Regions from separate parts of the Canis lupus genome. Here region 2 is linked to region 1. The links are chromatin contacts, called in public Hi-C maps. All regions are on one chromosome and are shown on one strand. Each heading gives the region's core, a stretch centred on a gene start, on an enhancer-like site or on the middle of the called end of the contact. The rest is flanking DNA. Distances are from core to core; before and after follow the strand shown.

Region 1 (4,517 bases), core at 952-3,451:
AGGGATTGAGGAAATAAAAGTGGGAAGAGAAGAATGTGTTACTGAGAAGGCCCTTTCAGAGTGCCCCTGGGGCTTATCCTGCCTGGGAATTCTGGGGGACAGTGTTAAATCAGCTCCAGAAATACCTGCTCAGGGGCCTTTGTCTCCCAAATCACATATGTCATTGGCTGAGGAGTATTTCCTAGGCTTTGATTCCCCCAGCACATCTGGCCTGCCCTGATCCATAGCTGAGAGCAAGCTTTTAGGTGGTGAGTTGTAGGTACCTGTAATAGAATGTGATAGGCACGTGCTGGGGGGGACCCCAAGGGTTCAAAGGGACATGGGAGGGGCACAGCTGGCATCTGCCCCCAGAAGTGTAAGTGTTCTTATTTTCAATTCCTATGCTTCTAGCTTAGCCTCTTTTCATAGTTAGGAAGGTGGATCGATTACATGTGTATTGATTCGTAAGTAATGACTCTTCGCAAACACAGTAGCTTTAAAACTTTCTATGTTTGAGATGGTGAGATTGAAGTCAAAAGTGTGAGGTTCTGTAGGCTATTTCAATCATTCATTCATTCATTCCTACAACAGATGCTTTGGGGGAACAGAAATCCATAACAAAAGTCTCTGTCCTTGCAAAGCTCAGGAGCTGATGTCAGGCAGAAAGAAATATAGTCACTCTTTGAATAAAATCATACTTGCTTTGATAAAGGTAGATAAAAGCTGCTATTAGAGAATGGAATAGGGACACAAAGAAGGTGGTACTTGGGTCTCTAAAGATGAGGAAGGGATGGAGGAAGGGCATTTATTCTCCTTGCTTTTACCTTGGGGGTAGCAAGCCACCCCAGACTTGTGGCATAAAATAGCACCCATTTTATTAGGCTCGTGCTTTTGTGGGTCAGGAGTTTGAAAGGGAGTGTGGAGGAGTCAGCGTAATGTCTGGAGCCTGGCTAGGAAGACTGGAAAGCTGGAGGCAACACAACGGCTGGGGTGTGGGACCATCTGAAAGCTCCTGGCAGTTGATGTAGATGTTTGCAGAGACTACAGAGTGGTTGCCAGCTGGTACTACATTTGGCCTCTCCGCGGGGCTGCGTGGGCATCCTCATAGCGTGGTGGCCAGATCCAAAAGCAAGTGCCCCAAGACAACCTGTCAGAAACCGTGCTGCCTTTGAGGGCCTCGCTTCAGAAGTCACATAGCATCACCTCCACTGTGATCACAAGCCTGCCCGAACTCAGTGGGAGGAATCTTAAACCCATCTCTCAGGTGGGGGAGTCTCAGAGTCCTATTACACAACGAGCGGCATTTGAGAAGAGAGACACTGGTGCATCTGCTTTGCAAAAATACTGCCTACCACAGTATTGAAGGGATAAGATCATTTTGTCTATCTGCTATTTAGTGATGTCTAGCCTGGGCTGCATTATTTTCTGAGAAGTACCTTTTTAAATTACTTAAATTGCCTCAGTTAGGGGCACCTGGGTGGCTCAGTGGTTGAGCATCTGCCCTTGGCTCAGGTCGTGATCCCGGGGTCCTGGGATGGAGTCCTGCATCCGGCTCCCCACTGGGAGCCTGCTTCTCCCTCTAGGTCTCTGCCTCTCTCTGTGTGCCTCTCATGGATAAATAAATAAAATCTAAAAAAATAAAATTGCCTCAGTCAGATCATCTCATAAAGATGCAAGAGAGGGATTTATTATTTGATGCATTTGTCACCCCACTTTGCCCACAAAGACTACCTCTCTGGCCCACACTTTGAGAATCGATGCTGTAGAGCCTGGACAGAGTGGGGAAGAGGGCAACAGAATTAGCAGACCATGGTCTTTTTAGAGGTCAGGCAAGGGCAAAGACTGTAAATTTCCTTGGCTTAATATTGAAGTTGGTTATAAGCTTAGACACCCATATACCCACTAAGTTCATTTCTTTTCTTATTGGATCTAACTCTCAGAAATATTAAAAAAAAAAAACTTGAATTTATTTAGCATGTGGCATCATAATCCCCCAGAATAACAATCAAATTTATGTTACTTTTTGAACAATTGTGCACTGAGTGTCGGGGCTGGTCGAGACTATCTCTTCTGTCCGTTACTTGGACTTTTCTTTTAAAGCCGAAATGTAATTGTTTCCATTTTTGAAAGCCATATTTAAAAAACTCTTCACAAGAAACACCTTGTTTACAGTAGACAGCACATGGGGACATTTCGACACTTAGCTGAAGGAAGTAGCTAGGAGGCAGTCTTGTACTGTGGTCTGACAGCTTGTGGCTTGAATCCCAAACGTGCCACTTACTGTTCTGTGATTTGGGGCAAGTTACTCAAACTTCTTGGAGTCTTGGTTTCTTCATCTGTAAGATGGGGGTCATGGTTCCTACTTTTTTAGTATTGCCATGCAGAGGGAGTAAGACAGTGAAAGGGCCCAGTGCCTGGACATAATCCAGTGACTATTGGAGGGTTCTAAGAAGCGTAGCTACTGCTCACTCGGTTCTCTGGAGTTGGAGAGCGGGGCCGTATGCACATCATCAGCCTTCATATTTGTCCCTTGGTTCCTGCCTGCTGGGGCTGAGAAAAGGCGGAGTGAGCTGGAGCTGAGGCCTTCTGGTTACCAGTGTGTGGGCCTCTGTGTGCGTGGGTGTGGGTGTGGCTGCTAGAGCCCTGGCCGTGTCCAGCTTCCTTTATCACCCATTTCCTCCCCCTTACCTTGGCTCCTCTGCTTCCATCTCATGAGACCACAGGCTTCACAGACATTTCTTGGTTATTTCTCGGGGACACGTGTGCATTGAACAGGAGGCCCAGCCTTGCAGCGGAAAGGCAGCTCCGGTCGAAAGCTAACTTGGCCAGGCCCCCCAGCCGTCTGAGCGGCCTTGCTCTCCTGTCCTCACAGTTTAATTTAGAGGCAGCCTGTGGTGTGGCTCCCTGGCCCCCACGGACTTGTCAGGAAGGGCAGAGCCGGAATCTGGCCTGCCAGTAATTAAAGGCCTGGCCCTCCACCCTCAACCCCACCGTGTCGCGTCGTCGAGACACCAGGTTCACTTAGCGCCACTGGAAATGGCAAGAAAATTAACGTCTTGCTTGCTTTTCTTCCCTTTTCTTTAATTTTTAACTTTGGAAGCCAGGAAGTCACCATGAAATCACTGGAAATGTCAACCAAGGAACTGCCCGTTTCTTCTGGCCCCTGTGTGTGTGTGTGTGCACGCGTGTGTGTTTTATCTTAATTATTATATCGATGACATCCCACCTTTCAAATTAAATCCCTTTCCTCATTATCTGGGTTTGCCGTTATTATTGTGCGAGTTGAAATGGATTTCATGACAACTCTGAAAAACCGGGGTTGGCTAAATTTAGCTTTAATTAGGCATCATCGTAGCCCCATGATTATTCCCTCATTTCATTCGGATTCTAACTGGAATGCTGAGCGAGGGTTTGGCATGGCTTTTGTGCAATTTTCACAGAATTATCCCCCACATTTCTTGCGATCGTGGTAATTGTTTTGTGCCACAAATGGTTTTTGCAGATAGAGCTTTAATCCCCTTTTATAACCCAGAGTTTATTAGGGATAGTCAAGCCATGTTCTGCAGCTGGCAGCTTCTGGGAGGAAAACCCCAAACAAAATATCAGGGCATCTCTGTCTAATCCTGACCCCAACCCCCCCTGTAGTACCCCCAGTGGGAACTGGTCACCGGCTACTCCGGGTCAGGTATGCCCATCACCTCTGAATAGAGAGGGATTGCCACAAATAGTGCACCAAGTAGAATTTTTCAGTCCTTGGCCGATGCCTCCCTTGCCTGGAGACAGTCGAGTGTCCTGGTTAAGAGGTAGGTTCTGAAGCCAAGAATGTCAAGTTCAAATGTCAGCATGAGTTTTCACCAGCCCTTAGACTTGGGGGAATTCACCTCTTTGAATCTTGGCTTCCTCATGTGTGGAACAGAAATGAGGTACTACTGCTGCCTCACAGCATCGTTGTGAGTACTCAGGGAGCTAACGTCCACAGAGCATTTAGAGCAGTGCCCGGCGTCAGATAGGACACGTAACCGCTTGTTGCTACTGCTGCTTCTGTTTCTACAGGCCTCTTGGAAAACAGCACCCGAGGGTTACGTTAGCAAGTAGCAGTAAGGCAGGTGCAGGCGGGGGGGATTAGGGGTCACGATTTCATTCCCTGGCAGAGGAACCCATGGGAACTAGCTAGAATTTAATCTGTACTGGCCATCTATTGATTCTGACTGCCAGACATACTTCGCCTCTCCTGGATTCTCCTCTAGGGTACTGTCTGGGTCAGGATCTCCTTGGCAAAGTAGAAACCATTCCAGGTATTTCAACTAGAGTGAATTGCATTGTGGGAACTAGTGACGCAGTTGGTGGGAGGGCTGGAGGGCCAAGGGGATGGCAAGCCTGCCGGGTGGTTAGCCTCCGCACCATCTCTCTCCCACACACACACATAGGGCAGGGAGACCAAGGGAGGAGGCACAGTCCGGGGCCAGCTGGTGGAAGCTAGGCCTGTGGTGGGCCTGCCCAGCTGGAGCTGACCCTGAAACGAGGGGCTCCAAGGGGAA
Region 2 (4,517 bases), core at 569-3,068, 130 kb after region 1:
GGCAGAGAGACCGGACAGAGGATGTTGTGATTGGCTGGAACTCAGGAGGTGAGGACTGGGAGTGGGTGTTATTGGTGGGAATAAAGAAGGAAGACCAATGCCAGGGCTGCAGGAGGAGCCAAACAAGGACTCGGTGGCTGGTGGGTGGATCTAAATGGGAGGGAGGGGGTCAACTGAAACTTGATGTCATGTTTTCCAGGCTCAGTGGGTGGGAGGACTTCACTCTCCTCCATGCAGATACTCAACAAATGCAGTTTCATTTACCCCCTTCCCTTCCACTTGCAGCTCTGAACCAGACCCTCAGGGGTCTCTTAGATTCTCGACAAGTAACATCCATCGAGCTTTTCCTGCGTGCGGCTTGCAAGGTGTAGAAACATGTTTTCTCACACAGGCCTCAGAGCAGCCTACGGAGGGAGCTCTTGTTCCCCTCCATGTTCTGAGCAAGGAATCTGGCATCCAGCAAGGTTAATAACTTCCCAAGGTGACACAGCTCACCCATGGCAGGATCTTGGTTAAGCAGGCTTCACTCTCGCTAAAGCAATAACTTTGAAACCACATTACAGCCTCCCCCGACACCCTCAGTGCCCCAGGGGTGTTTCAAGCTTCCCCCAGTCCTCCAGGCCCCTCCTGGGACGGACCAACTGCAACACCTGCCTTTGCTGGAAGCTTCAGCAGGGCCTGGGCCTGCTGTCCCCTGAATCTAGAGAGTCTGAGGTCTGCCATCTAGCGGCCACTGCCTTCCTTTTTATTCTGAGCTTTTAAAAGAAAGGAAACTGGGAGTTCCCACATACAAGACAGGCCTGCATATTTATAGCATCACACCCTGTAAACAGGAAACTTCTCAGTCTTAGAGAAGGAGCCTGGTAACATAAACATAGCATATTGGCAATGAGTTCCTCCGCCCATTCAGCAAACATTTAAATATATATGTAATGCATATATATGTATATACATATATATTTAAGTGTTTGTGTCTATATATATATTTTTTTCATTCCCCTGGAAAGTAAACTCACTGAGACAGGGATTTCTTTTGTCTGCTAACTAATGAATTTCAAGAGCCTAGAACAGTGGCATTTGTATAGCAGACATGGGATAAACATTTATTGAATGTCAAATAAATGAACACCTAACATTTAGTGCATCTTTACTATATACCAGGCGCCTGACATGGGTGTTTTCTCATTTACTCCTAATGATGACTCAAGAGACAAGGAATGTCAAAATGCCCGTTTCTCAGATGTAGAGACTGATCCATAGAGGGACAAGAAGCTTACGAGGTTTGGGGAGAGCCGCTGGGTTTTGACTCAGGTTTTCTGATTTTAGAGACACTGCATTTAACTGCTGTGCATGATACCTTTTGTCTGCTCTGGGTGCCAGGCCTTGTGTGCAGCATTGCCACCATTTAGACTGGTGGTAGAAGTGCCTCCACAGGACGACCAGCCATTTCCCTCCTGTGTTTTGACTTTATTGAGTGAAGTCTTCCATCCCACGGTGCTATGACAGAGAGAGCAAATGGAGGGAATTCAAGAAAAGCTGGCTGGCCGACAACGAGTCCCTGTCACTAGCCAGCTGTGTGGTTGTGTGACCCTGCACGGTGCCCCCACACCTCAGCTTCTCCATTAGTCAAAGGGGGAGACTGGGTTAGGTTCCCCGCCTTCCCTTCCAGCTCCAATATTCTACTATTTCTGTGACTCCCAGGGAACTGGATGAGAGTGAAGAGAGAGGACCACTGGTTCCTAGGCAACCAGTACCCGCCTCACCCATGTTGCCATGGTGATGATGGAAGTTGGGCTGATGGGATTACCAGCTCCTGCTAATTGCATATGAGAGCTCAAGGTCTCTGTCTCTTGCTTGCTGGCTGGCTGGCTCATACTTTCTCATTCTTCTAGGAACTGTGGGAAGATCTCCTTGCCTCCATCTGTGGCATCCCCAAGGCAGCCATAGTGCAATGGAAAGCAACTGGAAATGGAGCCTAGCTGTTCCTCTGAGTAGCTGTGTGACCTTGGGCAGGTTACTCGGCTTCTCTGAGCCTCCATTTCCCATGTGGAAAATGAAGGTGTTGGAATAGGGAGCCCTGTCTAAGGCTCTTCTCAGCTCTCAAATCCTTTGATGCCTAGGGAGCATGTCAGGGGAGCAGACCACATTGTTACTAGGCAACCAGCAGGCACCCTGCCCAAGTTGCCTTGGTGACTGGATACTAGAGGGGAGGGGAGTCGCTGCTGCAGCTAATTGCTTAATTATTTATGAGTGCCTCAAGTCCTTTTTGTTGTTTTCGTTGCTAGGGGCTGTGGGGTCACCTTCTCTTCCTCCCTCCTGCTACCCCAAGTCGCCTGAGGTGCACGTTGCACAGTGGGAGAGCACGTTGGCCTGGATCTCAAGCTACTCACCTTCTAGTCCTGCCTCTGTCATTTCCCAGATCTGTGGCTTCGGGTAAGTCACCTCACCTCTCTGGGCCTCAGTTTCCTCATTTGTAAAGTGGGGGGTTTGCTTAGGTAATCTCCACATTTCCTTTTTACTGTGAATTTCTAATTCCTGCTGTCCAGTTGCAAATTGGGGAAGAAGGGGAATATTCCTAATTTTTTACCTTCTAAGGATGAGTCTGAGGAGCAGTAACAATAGTTAAATTTCTTACATGTCAAACAGGAAGGGGATGAAAATTAGGCCCATTGTTCTCTGCTTGCCTCTCCCCTTAGCCATGTTGCCTGACCCATTTTATTAATCTTAAGGTCATTCAACGTTTATGTTTTTGGACATTACCTACTTCCAGCATGGATCTGAAGGGTTCACAGTATAAGATGCATCTGTTCAATTAGGCCTTTAAAATACAAATTAGGAGTCGGTTAATGTAAAAATAATGCTGCTGCTGCTTCATTGGTTACTACCAATGTTGTGATTAATCATCAGATGTAATTCTGAGCATCCTGGAAGCCAAAGCAAGAAGAGAGGGAGATAGACAATTGTTATTCAATAAAGAAAAATTTCCAGATTGTTCCTTGTCCTAAATTCTGGAAGTGATTTATCTTGTGGTGCTTACTCTCTTTTAGAAACCACAGACAAAACTTTTTAAATAAACCTTTACTGTTGACAGTATTGTTGAAGGACAGATTGACGAGTTCTAATCTAATTATAAAGCAAAAAGTCCCTTTCTACCTTAGGATTTTATGAAGATAAATCACTTAATAAACATAACTTCAGAATCAACCACTATTTATAAACCAGTTATATATAAATTCATGTAACCACTTTGCACACAAGTAATTTAGCAACATGTGTCAAATTTTTTAATGCAGACCAAAATTCTACTTTTCCAAACTTATTCTGAAATAAACTTGTGTAGCTGAGGAAAGACACTGAATATAAAAATGCTTATGGTAGCATTATTCATAAAAGAAAATGACTAAACCACATAAGTCTCCAGGACTAGTGAATTAAATTATGTTACTTTTTTACAATGGATTATTTTGCAAGCCCTGAAGTAGATGTATATGTTTTGATATGGGAGAAAGTCTTCAAATATATAATCTGAAGTAAATAAGTAAATAAGGAGGTTCAGCAATAGTATAAAATGCTTCTCTTTTTCTTATGGAAGATATAGATAGGTATACAATTTCTGTATCTAGATACATGCTTTCATGTGCCTACTTGCATCTTTCTGGAAGGAAACTGTTAACAGTGGTTTCCTCTGGGCAGGAAGATTGATAGCCTTAGAAGGGAGGGAGACTAACTATTCACTGCCTTATTTTTACTATGAGGACCTGTTCATTTTTCAGTTAGGCAGTAGAGCCTGGCAGTTAAAAGCCTTAGGGTCTGAATACCTGTGTTCAAATCCCAGCTCTGTCACTTACTAGCTGTGTGACCTTGGGATTAACTTAACTTCTGCATTCCATATCCATATTATGGATAAATCCATAAAATAGTACCTCTCTCTTTGGATTGTTGTGAGGATTAAATGAATTAATAAGTATAAAACAGAACAGCCTAAATAATACCGTCTATGCCTTTTCTCGAAAAAATTAAAGGAAAAATTAAATAAACAAAAAACTCTGCATCTAAGCAAAAGGAGCCCCAGGATCTCAGAGTTGGAAGGACTTTATAAATATATCCCTGCTTCCAGCATCATGCGTTGTATACAAATTATCTTTGAAGCAGGGATCACAAAGCATTGGTCTTATTTCTTGTCATTTTATCTGAACTTGAATAAAACCTTTTCGACGTGGCACCTATCTGGCATTTCATAATAGGCATTTAAGATGCCCGTGCAGTCCCTGAACCCATCTGGTCTTACAGCTCCTGCTCTAGTCCATCCCATGAATGCTCAAGCCAAGAGCAGAACATATGCTCCGCCAGGTAGAAAATCTATGAAAAGCTGGAACTCTACATCTGTTAAAGGCCAGCGAGGGACTCTTCAAAAGTCAAGCTTCGAGAGGGCATCCGTGCCCATGCCAGTTATGACATGTGTTCACAGCTCCCATGCCTCCCCTTTTCTTTTAAAAGAGGATGACAGAAGCCTGGCA

What was found. A called contact is a pair of places that touch in the nucleus more often than the background predicts.
Region 2: a Hi-C map of blood shows a contact between it and region 1, with 5 times the contacts expected there. The contact joins the promoter of EIF4E3 here to the enhancer-like site in region 1. A contact is called at or near these places in 2 of 9 Hi-C or Micro-C datasets (both in blood).

What each region holds. Positions count from the first base shown.
Region 1 is chr20:20,308,495-20,313,011 of UU_Cfam_GSD_1.0, forward strand. No RefSeq gene overlaps it. Among named protein-coding and RNA genes, the nearest start is that of PROK2, 72 kb to the right of the region's middle. Within about 2 kb of position 2,202, at least 3 of the 20 cell types and tissues checked have an H3K27ac peak or open chromatin away from gene starts, as enhancers often do. A contact at or near this core is called in blood, where this site is marked.
Region 2 is chr20:20,434,551-20,439,067 of UU_Cfam_GSD_1.0, forward strand. EIF4E3 (eukaryotic translation initiation factor 4E type 3) reads left to right here and starts at 1,819. Exons shown (of 8, transcript XM_038565856.1): 1 at 1,819-1,839; 2 at 2,286-2,433. The coding sequence starts at 1,827.